Regions from separate parts of the Lactuca sativa genome. Here region 1 is linked to region 2. Evidence: chromatin contacts called from public Hi-C data. All regions are on one chromosome and are shown on one strand. Each heading gives the region's core, a stretch centred on a gene start, on an enhancer-like site or on the middle of the called end of the contact. The rest is flanking DNA. Distances are from core to core; before and after follow the strand shown.

What was found. Hi-C and Micro-C count contacts between places; a contact is called where the count stands out from the background.
Region 1: a contact with region 2 is called in a Hi-C map of leaf, with 4 times the contacts expected there. The contact joins the promoter of LOC111921672 here to the promoter of LOC111921670 in region 2. A contact is called at or near these places in 2 of 4 Hi-C or Micro-C datasets (both in leaf).

Annotation. Positions count from the first base shown.
Region 1 is chr9:8,861,717-8,869,158 of Lsat_Salinas_v11, reverse strand. LOC111921672 (CST complex subunit STN1) reads left to right here and starts at 2,101. Exons shown (of 2, transcript XM_042898514.2): 1 at 2,101-2,825; 2 at 3,062-3,555. The coding sequence starts at 2,465. The coding sequence ends at 3,186.
Region 2 is chr9:8,686,726-8,694,006 of Lsat_Salinas_v11, reverse strand. It overlaps LOC111921670 (vicilin Cor a 11.0101), which reads right to left and starts at 3,760. Exons shown (of 6, transcript XM_023917252.2): 1 at 3,375-3,760; 2 at 2,909-3,278; 3 at 2,641-2,819; 4 at 2,469-2,552; 5 at 2,125-2,394; 6 at 1,477-2,044. The coding sequence starts at 3,725. The coding sequence ends at 1,610. It overlaps LOC111921671 (type I inositol polyphosphate 5-phosphatase 4), which reads left to right. Exons shown (of 11, transcript XM_023917253.3): 9 at 1-214; 10 at 316-383; 11 at 510-794. The coding sequence ends at 155.

The sequences.
Region 1 (7,442 bases), core at 852-3,351, 180 kb before region 2:
CTCACCCTAGCCAACTTAGCTAAGGGAAAGTCAACGGGGTTGCCCTCACGTCGTGAGGCCATGAGCCTTAAGTAGATAACTAGAAACGGGACCAAACGTTTCTCACGTCGTGAGAACATTATGAGGCTAAAAATCCAACTTTTAAGTCCTTAAACCATTAAGATTTCAATCCTAATTCTTCCAAAAGCTAACAAGGACTCTAAAGGCCAATAAAAACGATTACTTGATAGACATGCATGACAAGAAATCGCCCTAAAGTCAAACAAGATTCATAAATTATAACGATACTTCAGATCCATAAGACAAAATCACATAGAATGACTCATTGATCCATAAAGTTGCTAACTTTATAGATCCCAAACATGCAATCCATCATAAACATGCAAAAAAGGAGCTTAGAACTTAGATCTAACATTTGAGCTCATAAATATTTGATCTTGGACATTTACAATGGTCCAAAATGTGCACAAGATGACAGTGATGAAGCCTCCTTACTGAACCAACACTCTAGGACTTCTCATTCTCTTTCTTCTAGCCACTAAAACACTAGAATGGATCCAAAACCACCAAGATGGATTAGGGTTAGGGTTTTCCGAGTTAGGGGAAGGTGGGGGCTGAGAAATGAACCCTAAAACCGAGTTAAAGGGGGCTTAAATACATGGGAAACCCTAAAACTTTGTGGGTTTGGGCTGCAGCGATCCTCACGTCGTGAGCTCTTATTGCTCACGTCTAGAGCTCAGTCCCGGTTAAAATCTTCATGTGGCCCTCCTCACATCGTGAGGACCCATTTTTCTCCAAAAATCCAACCTTTTGACCCTCTAAAAGCCTAATTCGATTCCTCCAAGAAACGGATGTTACATTACTCCAGGTATAATTATAATATTTACAAGGTTTATGGTTCTCATCCTCATCTAGTCGATTGTATGTTTCATTATCACTCATAGCCACACGTTAAGGACAAGTTCTTATATCTCAAAGCATTAACTAAAAAATATATTATATTCTACCTATAACAACAACATTAATTATACATATATATATATATATATATATATATATATATATATATATATATATATATATATATATATATATATATAGTACTCTACCTTAAACAACATTAGTGGCTTAATAAACTTCCTCACCCGTTATCTAATATGCTTTTCCCTTTGCCCGTGGAAGGTCATTTTTCTTAACTTCACCTTCCTTCTGCTTGTTCGAACAACTGTAAGCCATGTTTCCCTTTACATGACAAGAATAACGTTTTTGTGAAGTCTTCTTTGGTGGCTTAGAGCAACCACAATGGTGAGTTCAATGAGAGAGTTGAATGAGGTGACAATTATAAATGTCATTCAATAGATGAAACTATAGTATATATTTAAGAAACTATACCATTATGAGATGACATCTTGACATTCAATGGATTTGGAGTTCAATGATCATTGAACTCTTCAACGGGAAAAAGAAAAGATTTAATTCTTAAATATATACTATAAATTACATTTCATAATATTCTATTAAACTTTGTAGAGTTTAATGTATTGTAGGAAAAAATGATAGAGTTGTATGAATCGTAAAAAGATAATGTGTCAATCCAATGAACTATATGGAGTTCAATGCATTGTGGATGTCCTTAGTGCAATGACTAGAGTAATGCCTTTTCTCACCACAACCGAATCATGAAATTTCCTCCTGATTCTTAGATTTTCCTTCCTAACTGTTGCTTCTATCATCAACTTTCTTCATCTTAAAACTAGAACTAGTCTTCCCATGGTTTGCCCTCATTGTCTTGTGTTTTATGTCTGTCCATTTGTCTCTTTCTTCCAATGCTCTCTCCATTTTTCTTGATTTCCTTACCGACATGTCAAGAGTGGCCGCCTCACTGAAAATTAAACCGGTAGTTCCAAGGTAAACCTCTAACAAATTGCATCACCTTTGTAGTGTCATCCGGTGCAAGTCTCTTGAGTTAAAACTCAAGAGGTTATGGAATCTATCACTATAATCATTTATAGTCATATTCCCTTTCTTCAAATCAAGGAACATATCAACATAGCAAACCTTATAATATCTAAGTTTTCAGTGTTTGACTTGGTTTTTAATTTTTTTTTCTTTACGTTTATATTTATGATCTATGAATTTGTTTTATTTATGTAATCTATATCCTTATCTTTTACCTCCTATTTGATCTCCTTACATCTTAATTTATCTTCTATTTGATCTCGTTGATAGGTTGTAACGGATCTTTTATTTTAGATAATCTTGTAATTAATCCCTATATCCGTCCATGATGTTTGGAATTTACTTTGAAAATCATTTATCGACTTGTCAGCCAAAAACCAACAAACTTAATAAAGTTTTTTTTTTTTAGTTAAATAAGTAAAACCTACTGCTCATCTAGTCATCTTTTTGCGTTCCTTATAGAAGTTTTTTCACACAATTTGAGGCTTTGTCGTCGCCCCTTCGCATGGAAGCTCTACACAATACTGACGTAAAGTTGCTGGCTTTCGATTTCCTATCATTAACGCCGTCATCTACACAACCGAACGCCGTCTGTCGTAGAGACACCCTCCTCATTTCTCGTGCAGAAACCCTAGGCGTGGTTACTAGCCGAGAGCACAAACCCGACATATTCCTTAGATTCACCATCGATGATGGCACCGGGTGCATCCCCTGTGTTCTTTGGCTCAACCAACTCACCTCTCCCTATCATTCCCGCCGTAGCCCACCAGATGTTCGACTAATTGCCGAATCGGCTCGCAATTTCGCAACCCTAATCCAAATTGGGGTTTCAGCTCGAGTGCGAGGCAAGGCTACGATCTACAGAGGTAAACTCCAACTTACTGTTTCGGATGTTTTTGTTGAAAGAGACCCCAACGCGGAGACTCTCCATTGGTTACAATGTATTCGTTTGGCTCAAAAATGCTACGATATTGTACCCCCTTCACTACCACCCATTAAAAGAAAAGCTAATGATTTAAAAGATTGAGTTTATGCCATTAACGAAATCATAAGCGATTATCTTGTTATTGAGACTACTGCCCATGATTGTGTGATTGTTTAGGTTCGAATAATCAGTTTGATCCTAGTTTCAATCCAAATGATCCTTATATCCAGGGGTCCCATGAAATGGTTACAAATATTTTACTTGGAGTTGGAGGTTTTTTAGTTCATTGTAATTTTAAATAGCACAAGGAGGCTAGCTAGTTACTCCCCAGGGCCCATGAGGAGCCCAATCTAGCATTGCCCAAAGCCCACAACGAGCTCTGAAAACTGATACGGTTGGCATGTGAGCATGTCCATCTTTGTTTAATGACAAGTGAAAATTGAATCATACACCATTTCTGTGATTTTTTAATGATAACTTGTGGTTATTTATTTTCGTACACTTTATGACCAAACAATGAATTTGGGTTTCTTTGTCTATGTTTTTAACTTTGGATTTATATAATGTTTTTCATATTTGTCTTTGTATTTAAATTATTAATGTAATGTGTAACGTGAAACGGTATGTAAGGGATTTTGGGGAAGGGAAATTTGAAGCCATGGGTTTAAGTTTTTGGTTGGTAGATTTGGATGGAATCTGACGGAGTCGAAATTTGATATCATATTACATGTTCAGTTCTAAAAGATTCTTTTAAACTCGGTCCTAGGGATGGATGAAAGGAATTCATTTCAATTTTATGTTATTTTCATCAAAATACCAAGATACCTTCATTAGATTCAATTTTGATAGATCACATTTAACCGCTTTGCATTCCAGTTTCATAAGATTCTATTTTCTTTGATAGAATACATTTCTTCCAAAATCAATTTACGAATCAAACACTTGGTAAAGTTTGTTTTTATTTATTTATTTATTAAAAGCTATTTTTCTTCTCGTATGTCTGCGGTGAGAAGACATCTCAACAAAAGACCGAATGGTTTTTGGAACACAATGCATCATACAAAAAAGTATTTTTGACATTTTTTCCTTGAAGACAAAAAAGTAACTTCTTGTTTTTGCAAACATCATAATCTTAGTTTCATCCATAATATTTCTTTTTTATGCCCCCCTCGTTCCCATCACTCTATCTGCACCATTGAAAACATCTATCGTCCTTCACCAAAACACCATTACCTTCGTCCTCTACATTGACTTCTTTTGCCGCTGCACCCACCCCACCACTGTGAACTCTCTCGTATCTCTTCCATTCCATCAGATGAATGATTTGTAGGTTTGGTTGAATGGTTCTTGTGCATCTTCACATCAATGCATATATATCAAACCCAAGTTCTCTTTCGATGCATCTTTCTTGGACAATTTTTGATTGAAATCTATTAGTTTTATAATTAATCTTGGTATGAAGTAGCGTCATTGCTAGTATTATGTTTTGAACAACTCCTTCTTATGATTTCAAATAAAAGAAAAAGGAAACAGGCCTTGTTTTTAGGAGAGAATTGGTACCATTGTACTTTCACAATCTTATCCTACGCCATCCTTCATTATACATCATTCCCACTCCCATGCTGATGATGTCTTGTTGGTCACATGCATTTTTAATCAACTGCTTCAGTTGTAGGGCTGAATAATGTTTTCTTGAGGTCCCATTGGCTCGTGTTTTCTAGGATAAGTTTTTAATTCCAAAATTTAATGTTTCATTGCTAATACTTTGGATACTAGAATAATCTATTCAATGAAAAAGCAAAAAGAAAACTAATTTTATAAAGTTCTTGATTGGTACTTTAGCGGATTTAACATTTTTTATTAGGGTAGTCATTGTGATAACACATTTATTTAGGAAACGGTACTATAATAAAAAGTAATCTATTTTTTTTTTTAAAATTTTATTTTTCCAAGTACATATATTGACTTTGGTGTAGGTCCGGCTTTATTTATGACGATGGTGAACAGAACAATTGACCATACATTAGAGGATTGCATTCAAGGTGGGGAAGAAACTAATCAAATATCCCTACCAAAAAGTGAGAAAGATGAATGTAGTATTAAGTAATGGGATTTGAACCGAATGAATTGTAGACATGCTGTAACTAATTAGATTGTTGGGTACACTCACTACCCGCCAAGGTTGCTTGTATTTGGAGTTCTAAAAAAATAACAGGACTTTAAACGAAATGAATTCTAAACATGTTGTATACAATTAGGCCGCCGGATATACTCCATACGCCAAGGGTATGGTGATAACATGGAGGCCCATGGAAAGTGAACACCGAGAGTCCTCTCTCTCTCTCTCTCTCTCTCTCTCTCTCTCTCCACGACGTGGTGGAAGAGAACATCACCCTCCAAGGTGGTGGTGGAGTGAAGCTGCCGATCTTGTGTCTCTTCATGACCAAGTGTGTTGCCACCATACCCAACAATCTTAGAGATGTACTAAACAACTATATAAATTTTCGGACTGTATATGTATATGTTTGAGGGGCTTTGGCTAGATTGATTACGAAAAGGACCCGCATTTTATTTTTTTTAATTTTATTTTTGGAACGACACAAAAAATGTAGGGTTATTTTAGCCAAACTTTGCTTATTAGATGTATTTAATTTTGAATTTTTTCTATGTCCGAAATATGTGTAATTTATCTATTAGTCGTGAAAGCTCCAACTTGGACGGGTTTGCTACTAAGGCTATGTCTTATCAAGGCCGCATGACGAGTTTGTAACACCCGTAAAAATCATGCAAAATTTAAACTTTTCAAAACACTTAATACCATTTAACATTACATAGTTTGTTTTCAAAATAATAAATATCACAGTATCCCAGTATCAAATCATGAAATCATAACAACAGGAGGAGTGGTACGATCATGCCTTCGTCTTCCCGCGATCACCAGAAGTACCTGAAACAATAAACTGAAACTGTAAGCCCGAAAGCTTAATGAGCTACCCCCAAAATACCCATACACACGATAATATACATATAATCATACATAACATACCATGAGTCCAGTCAACCATCGGGTTGGAATACCCCAGGCCCACAACCAACAGGTTGGAATGCCAACATACTATGAGTCCAATCATCATCGGAATGGAATACCCCAGACCCTCAACCATCAGGTTGGAATGCCCACATACTATGAGTCCAATCATCCTCGGGATGGAATACTCACGACCCACAACCAACAGGTTGGAATGCCCAGATCTTTTGGCTTTCGCACAAAGCAAATAAGCCTTAACCACCAAACAAACATGTGCACATATAACAGATAATCACATAACAGTCTATAGACAACAAATGATCTAACATATCATACCACATAACAAATAATACCATCCTATCTATCAGGATATCAATCTAACAGGTCAAGCTAGCATATCATATACTACCATCCTATAACCAGGACACTGACCTAACCAGGTCGCTAAGCATAAAGATACCCTCATCTTAACAACTAGGATGAGAACCAATAAGCACATCATGCCATAACCAGATACAATCCATAAAGGGATGACCTTGGTGCCTTAGACCCTGTTGATATAGTGAGGATAACTCACCTCGCTAGTAGTGCTGAAATACTGCAAAATTCTAACTATTGTCTCACCGAAAATCCCAAACTGTCACATAATAATTGCTAAGTTAATACCCAGAATAACCCTCTTGAACGAGTGTCCACATCCCTCATTAAGTCCACTCTCTTTGTTGGGCCAAGGCCCAACACCAAGTCCTTATCTTGAAAGTCCATATATATAAGTCCACTATTGGCCCAATTTACTAAATTGGGCCCAACCTCCTAGTTGGGCCTAACCCCATGATCCATTATCACTACCTGGCCCAAAATATCTCATTTACAGAGTCCAACAAAGGCCCAAATCCATTAGTTCATAAACAACCCAAATCCAAAGCCCATTTGACAAAAGCCCAAACAGAGGACGTACGCGGGGTGTACTCCTCTGGTACACGGGGCGTACTCATCCAAACGTTGACCACCATCGGGGTGGTTGATCCAGTATGCTGGGCGTACTGGACGATTTGCCAAAACCTTATTAGGTGCTTAATGGCTTAAGCACTTAAGCCCAAACTTCACATCTAGAGACCTAACATGCCTAGGATCCATAAAGTCGTGAACTTTATCACTTTGGACGTCCGTAAAGTTCTTAATGCTTGGTCTTAATCCATTAAGAACTTGTTTCTTCATGCATGGGACTCATACAACTAATGGGACCTTATTTTTATCACTCAAGGTCCCTCAAAGAGTCTAGAAGGACAACCATTTTCGTACAAAACACAACATGCACCACCTTATGGCTTTTGGTACAAGGAATGCCTCTAATAAAGTAAAATGATGATATCTAAGCATATATGCATAAAGTTTGGAACTTTATACCTTGTAGAGCTTCTTGAGCACAAGCTAACTTTAGATCTACAAACTTGGTCTTCTTCTTCATCACCTTGATGCACTACCTTCCTCTTAAAGCACTCAAGAACACACCAAATAAGCTTAAACACA
Region 2 (7,281 bases), core at 2,511-5,010:
ATCATAGACCCGTGTACAGCATATTTTTAGCAGAAGTTGAGTCTATTAATACCCGAAACCGGTTCAAGAAAAACATTAGTAGTTATTCAGCTAGGATCCAAGTTGAAGAACTGTTACCCTATTCACGTAGATATGGAGATCTAAGTCTCTACTGATCACTATTGACACATCCATGGGGACAACAGTAATCGATTCGTCAACATCCCCCAAAAAGGTCAATTCTTTTAACTTTTCTGTTTTTGTGGTTTCGTGTTCCATGATCTTACTATCTAAAAATCTTGATTTGAAGGTCTGATTAGTTTCTTGATCATACAGAATTTGTGGATTTTGCTTTCCATTTTTCGAATTCTTAGGCAACCACACGGAAACTGCTGGCGATTCGGGTACGTATGTTAGATTTTATCATTTAATTTTGTGGGCCGCGTCTTTTGTCTAACGTTGAATCAAACCAATGAATACTATAAAATAAAAACTGTTGATGATTGTTTTCTTCGTTGTTTTGCATGCAGAAAGAGATCATTCTTACGTAGAGGCATCAGACTGCTGATTAGCTTGGTCATATGACTTACCATGATTCTTTCTTTCTTTTGTTTGATTTTATACACCAAAAGATAAAACACTGTATTAAAAAAGATGAAACTGTTAGTATGTATTTTTATTTATGGCCTCATAGAACAGTTAGCTTGGCAGCCCATATACCTCTCGGCCCTTTGTATAGTCTGGCGGATGAGATGTATATATGTGTTGTATGATCGCATAATGGACGTTTATAGAATTATCTTCACCAACATAAACGGTATTATTGTATCATTGATAACTCATTAGATCCTATATAAATTGTAATTTGTAAAACAAAAAAACAAAAAAAAAAAAAAAAAAGCGCGTATCATTCAACCTGAATCTATCCAACCATGTACCAATATATACGATGTTAATAATTAGAACAAGAAAAACAAAGAGAATCTCAAAGGTCCCGGATCGAATTGCAGGCTTTATTGAATAAAGAAGGCTTGTTTGGATAGCCTTAATTCACGCTTACAACAGAAATGAGAAAAACTAGCAACAAAAAGCAACAAATCAGTATTGTAATTTGTAAAACTAGGACTTAAATATGACCAGAAAACTAATAGAAAAATACTAATGGGTACTTATGACTGTTATTTTCATACGATGCCACATGTTAAGTAATTTCTATATAGTGTTTTCTATGGAATCTTTTCTTTCTTAAATCTACCACATATCATGAGACATACTGGAGTTCATATGTTGATACTGGCAATGTTTGTGTTAACTATTGTCATTTCATATCTTATTGGGGATCATTTCTTTCCTTAATTTTAATATATACACTATCAAAACTTTTTGATAGAAAAGTTTTTACTTTTTACGAATATGGATTATATATTTTCCTTAACCGATTGAAGAATTAACCAATAGAAAACGAGTCGAACAAAAAGGAAACAAGTTGGAACTCAGTTAAGAAAAATGTGTTGCCAACTTTGATAGTTGATACAACACACGAAAGGAAAGGCCGTTTTATTTATATAAACATTGTTAGCACATTAATTACCATTGATTACAACGTCAAAACTCAACAACCACATAAAGTTTAGGCAAAAGCACGACCGCGTCTCACCGGACCCTTGAAGAAGAGCTTCTTCTTCTGCTTCTCTATCACCTTTTGCACCTCATTCGCCGGAATGCCGAATGTAAGCTCCATCGCCTCATCCTCCCATTGGCTCATCACATTGTCCCTTCCGGCAAGTGGGAACCACTCGTTTCGATCTGAGTTCAGCCCGAATCCTATCACTTCCAGGTTCTGCTCGCCGGAAGCTTCAAGTACAACAGGGTGACCAGCCGGAATCACCACCACGGTTCCCCGTCGAATCTGAGAGTTCACTTTCTCGTAACCAGGCGAAGTTTCAATGTTCCTACCAGCTTGCTCGGATAAGTGAGGGCATGCCATCTCAAATAGACCGACACCGTCGGCCACCACCAACACCGTCGTCGTCTTTGTGTTGTAAAACGGCCCCGCCATTGATCCCTACCAAATCAAAACCATTATTACTCCATTTTTATTGATTTTGTTCGAGAAACTGAGCCAGAGTTTAGAGAAACACACACCTGTGTTATGTTGAACAACGAAAAGGCGACATTCATGTCTCGAAGATCCGAAAAATCTTTGGAATCGACCTCATGGAGGTTTCCATACTCGTTTTGGACCGACGGCTTCTCCTTGTAGATATTGTAAGGACCCTTTCTTTCTCCAAACGGCCATGTTCGAGTTTCATCTTTGCCACTCAACGCTCTGATTTGTTCCTCCGTAGCTTTCTTGAATATCCCTTGTTGTTGTTTCTGTTGCCCAAACAGTTTCTCCAGCGAACCTCGATCCATCTATACAAGAATTCGCAAACATCAACACTCGATATCCATCATTTCATCGTAGAATCCAAAGAAACGAGACTTACATCGAATGCAGCTTGAAGAACTTCGTTGCTGAATGCATTGAAAAACGATGATTCGGGGTTGTCACCTCCTACGCCGACGAATGTCTGAAATCATAAATGTAATCAACACCATTAATTTCTTCGATCTGAATGTAGTAATCCCAACTAATTATGAGATGAATTCGAATCTCACCTGCAACTCACCGGGGACGGAGATGGAATGTAGAATCTTCGCCAACACAAGTTTTTCGTTGTTGTGTCGGTTAATCAGATACGCGTTGATTCCGGCGGGTACTCGGAAAATATCGCCACGTTTTATGTTGTGATTTTCTAATGAATTTTCTGTGTTGGTCAAACTGATAGTCCCCTCTCCTGTGAAATTGATCAAAACCCGTTAAAAGATTTGAAATATAATTTGAATCAACTTAATTGGTTAATGGCGATCCAAGAAGTTTTGATACCATTTGCAACGAAGAACAGAGCGTCTGCATCCCAATGGTTTGGAATTATGAAGGTCTGAGGTTGAGCTTCGAGAATTGCCACCCGGTATTTCCCGATACCTTGGAAAAGTTCCGATCGATCAGTGAACTTCTGAAGAACCCTAACACTCCCTTGTTCGCTTTCTATCCTTGTTGTGAAGTGATGATCTTCAAAGACGTAAGGGTTATTTAATTGTTGTCCTTTCCCATACTCCCTTTCGCCTTTTCGGCTCTTTTGACTCATGCTGGTGTCATCACCACCTCTGCCGCGACGCTTCCCTTGCTCCGGCCGGCCGTATTGCTCCATGCATGTCCGGAAGCATTCCGGATCTTCTTGCTCTCCTTTGCTCCCCTAGTGATCATACCGGAATTAAAGGAATTTGAGAATATGCAAATCGTTGTTCACAAATCCCTCGATCGGAAAGTATTTATAGTTCACATTAATTACCTGGCAACTCTGGTGGCATTTCCCCACCATCTCACGGAGTTCACGTTCTATGTCAGCAAAAACGATGTCGTATTGACCACCACCCTCGCCGGATCTGCCACCGGATTGTCCTCTTTCTCTTCTCTGGCCACCTTCTCTTTCCCTCTTCTGCTTCTCTTGATGGTACTTTTCGCAACTCTGCTTGCACGTAAGCTTCTCATCTTGCTCCGCCCCCCGAAGCTCCTCGCACTTGAGCTTGCAAACACCAAGTTCTCGATCTCTTTCACTCCGAGCTAGACTCACGGTGGCAGAAACAAGGCACACAGCTACAAACAACGACAAAACCAAACAAATTCTTCCTTTAACTTCCATATTTTCCGGTTTGACTTGCTGATTGTCTTCCAATCATCTACATCTATATATAGTGAAACTCGTGTAATGGATCATCATATGAGGTGTCCGAAGCGAGGATGAAGTGGAAGCATGCATGGCGGCAAGTGGCGAAATGGCTTCATACGTGTCAGCAGAAATGCCAGCTGAGACAAGAGGACAAAAGGGTGGTACTTTATGGATTAGGATTTATAGTTTTATGAAACAGTGGTGGCCACGTGAGGAGAAGTGGGTGATCACGTGGCTGTACGTCTGTACGGCGAACTTGAACAAGACGACAGAATATGTATGCAGCAAACAGTGTAAATGAGTGTTGGGAGCTGGATTTTGTCGTTATCATCCTTTAGATAATTAGATTACGATAAGTTCGGCTACATTGTTTTGTCTTTTTTTATGGGTGTTATGAAAAAAAAAAAAATTCTATTATTTATTAGCTTATTAGTTTATAAGTAAATATATGAGATAATTTATGAAAAAATAATTTATTAAAGGTTTTTAGTTGAAATAAACTATTTTTCATCTAAACATTTTTTTAATTTATATCGGTGTAAAACCTCTAATAGGCTAATAAATTTTTTTTTCTAAATACTTCATAGCATCTGAAAACAAACAAACTTATATTTTATTGTGGAAGTCTTTTTATTAATAATTTTCTTTTTCAAAGTGAGTGTCTAGTTTGATAAATGATAGTGATATTGAACTAGTATTTTGTCATAACGTGGCGTAAATATATTTTATAAATTGAATTCTAACGATTATATTGATAAATTTTAAGAACTATTGTATGTTTTAGTAGATAAATATAAAATATCGGTACCAGTGACAAAACTATCAGTGGATAAGATATACGCAAACGTTTAGAAAGCTGAGAATGTTTAAAGTCAAGGGAGATAAAAGTGACATTTGACAAAGATGACGGGTGGTAATCGTAGGAAAATCATAAACGTTTGTTGTGGTGGCAACAATACATTAGTACAGTTACATTTATTGGTAGATAAATATAAAATGTCGATATCATTGACAAAACTGTTGGTGGATGAATAAACACAAAAGTTTAAAAAGTCAAAGGGGGTGAAAGTGACATTTTACAAAGATCAAATTCGATGAGGTGAAAGTGACATCTGATAAAGTTGACGGATGGTAACCATATGAAAATCATATTATACATACTATGTGGGTTAAACACAAAACATTAAAAAATAGAGGGGTGAAAATGACATTTCAGAAAGTTGAAAGTCGAGGGACTAAAAATGACAATTTACAAAGTAAAAGGTTGAAAAATGTACGAAAATAATATATATATATATATATATATATATATATATATATATATATATATATATATATATATATATATATATATATATATATATATATATATATATATATATATATATATACAAAACTTTAAATAATAAAAAGGGTGAAAGTGATATTTTAGAAACTTCTAAGTCAAGGGACTGAAATGATATATTTTGCAAAGTAAAGGGAGGAAGGATGTAACATTCCTAAATACGAGGGTAAAAAATTCATTTTTAAAACAATCAAAACACCCATTTATCATTTAAACAAATCCTTAAAGATATTTTATAATAAAAACAGTTATCGGAGTACAATTCCAAAATCTTAAAGGTGCGAAAAATATAAGTGTATGCGCTGCGATCAAGCCGGGGCTTTCCCTTTCGAACCGAAAGTACCTGAAACCACATACAACAACTATAATCACAAAGCTTAGTGAGTTCCCCGAATATCACATATCATACATAACATACAAGTTATACATATCAAACATGCAATAGGAGGTGCTATGTGCCAATTATAGTCTTGTCATTATGCCACGAGCCGTATCATGGTTTTTCTTTGCCAAGCCAGGGACCAAAACCCTGGGTCTTACAGACAAGTGCCAGGAGCCACCTCCTGGTCTTCCATGCAAGTATCATGACAACTAGCATATAATCTACAACTACTTATCTACTTAACTGCCAGAGTCCAAACTCTGGTCTTGCATATAGATCTGTCAGGAGCCACCTCTTGGTCTTTCATACAAATGCCAAGGACCACCCTTGGTCTTCCTATATTACATAAACCGATTGGGCCGGCATTGGTGCCTTCGACCCATAGTATAGTGAGGAGACTCACCACGCACTGCTGAATCACATTGCTAATCCCTGGCTGCTGGTCCGACAATTCCCCGAGCTATCAATATCAAATAACAGCAAATTAACATTTGGATTCCAACGTAAATCCAACAATCCAAACATGGGTAAAAAGACCATTTTACCCCTCTGTAACGCCCGTAGATCCGGACTAGTAAATTAAGAGACAATAAGTGTCGAAAACGACTTTTTGATATAAGATTATTTAGAATGAATAATCTTAACTAATTTGTAGTGGTCGTGACAAGGTTTCCGAATATATAAAGAATGTCAAAATCCGAGTTATAACCAAGAAGTTATGATATGTCGAAGTTTCGTGACAGAACCAGCACGACACCGCGCGACGTAAATAGTGAATTTATGTTAGAGCGATATTTGGCCTTAGCGATCTAAATGAAGGTTGTAGAATACGTTAAACCGAGAGCGTGCATAAAAAGAACGCCCAAATCTAACTTCGCATGAAGAAGTTATGATTTTTCGAAGTTAGCGGTATGCAACCCGAATACTCGATTTGAGATCGATTAATTTCTAGCCGAAACAATCTAAACGAGAGTCGAAGATCTCATTAATAGTAGTGCAACGGTAAAAAGACAGACGAAAACGGAGTTTAGATGAAGGAGTTATGAATTTCTAGCGGAGTTTTCCTGTCTCGGCCTACTAAAAATAATATAATAAAAATAAAGTCAAAATTAGCCGACAAAGTCTAAATGAAAGTTGTAGATCTTGTTTTTACCTAGGCGTCGATATAAATAATGTCGAAAACGGAGTTCGTATGCGAAAGTTATGATTTTCTGAAGTTCGGGGCACGAAACCCTAAGACTGTCAGAGACCACGACGTGAAATAAGTGGTCACGACGTGGCATGTCTTCTGACGCCTCCTGGAGTCTGCCAGGCCCAACTTGCGATGACGAATGCAGTGATGATCAATCCCACGACGTGAAAGTACTGGTCACGACGTGGAAAATGAGAATTTTGTCCTATAAATAGAAATCAAGGGCCAACCGATTATGGTTGCTCCATCTCTTATCTCCCAATCTCAATACACTCACTAAGCCCTATTTTAACCCCCCGAAGCCCCGGTATCATCTCGAGACCTGAAGCAAGTCCCAAAGCCCGAAGATCCCAAGAAGAAAAGAGTTTCCGAGCTGAAGCTCTGTCCACTAGAAACCCGGTGTGTGAAGATATCCCGGTTTCACCAAAGAATTACTACTTGGAGGGCCGTAGTGTCGTCCGATCATCTTCTGATCAAGTGAGTGTATAGTCACTTTCATCTTACACATAGATATGGATTATTTTATAAAATACATGTTATGTGTATATATATTGTTGTTTATATGTGTGAGTGTATAGTCCCTTTCATAAACACGATTTTAATACAAGTA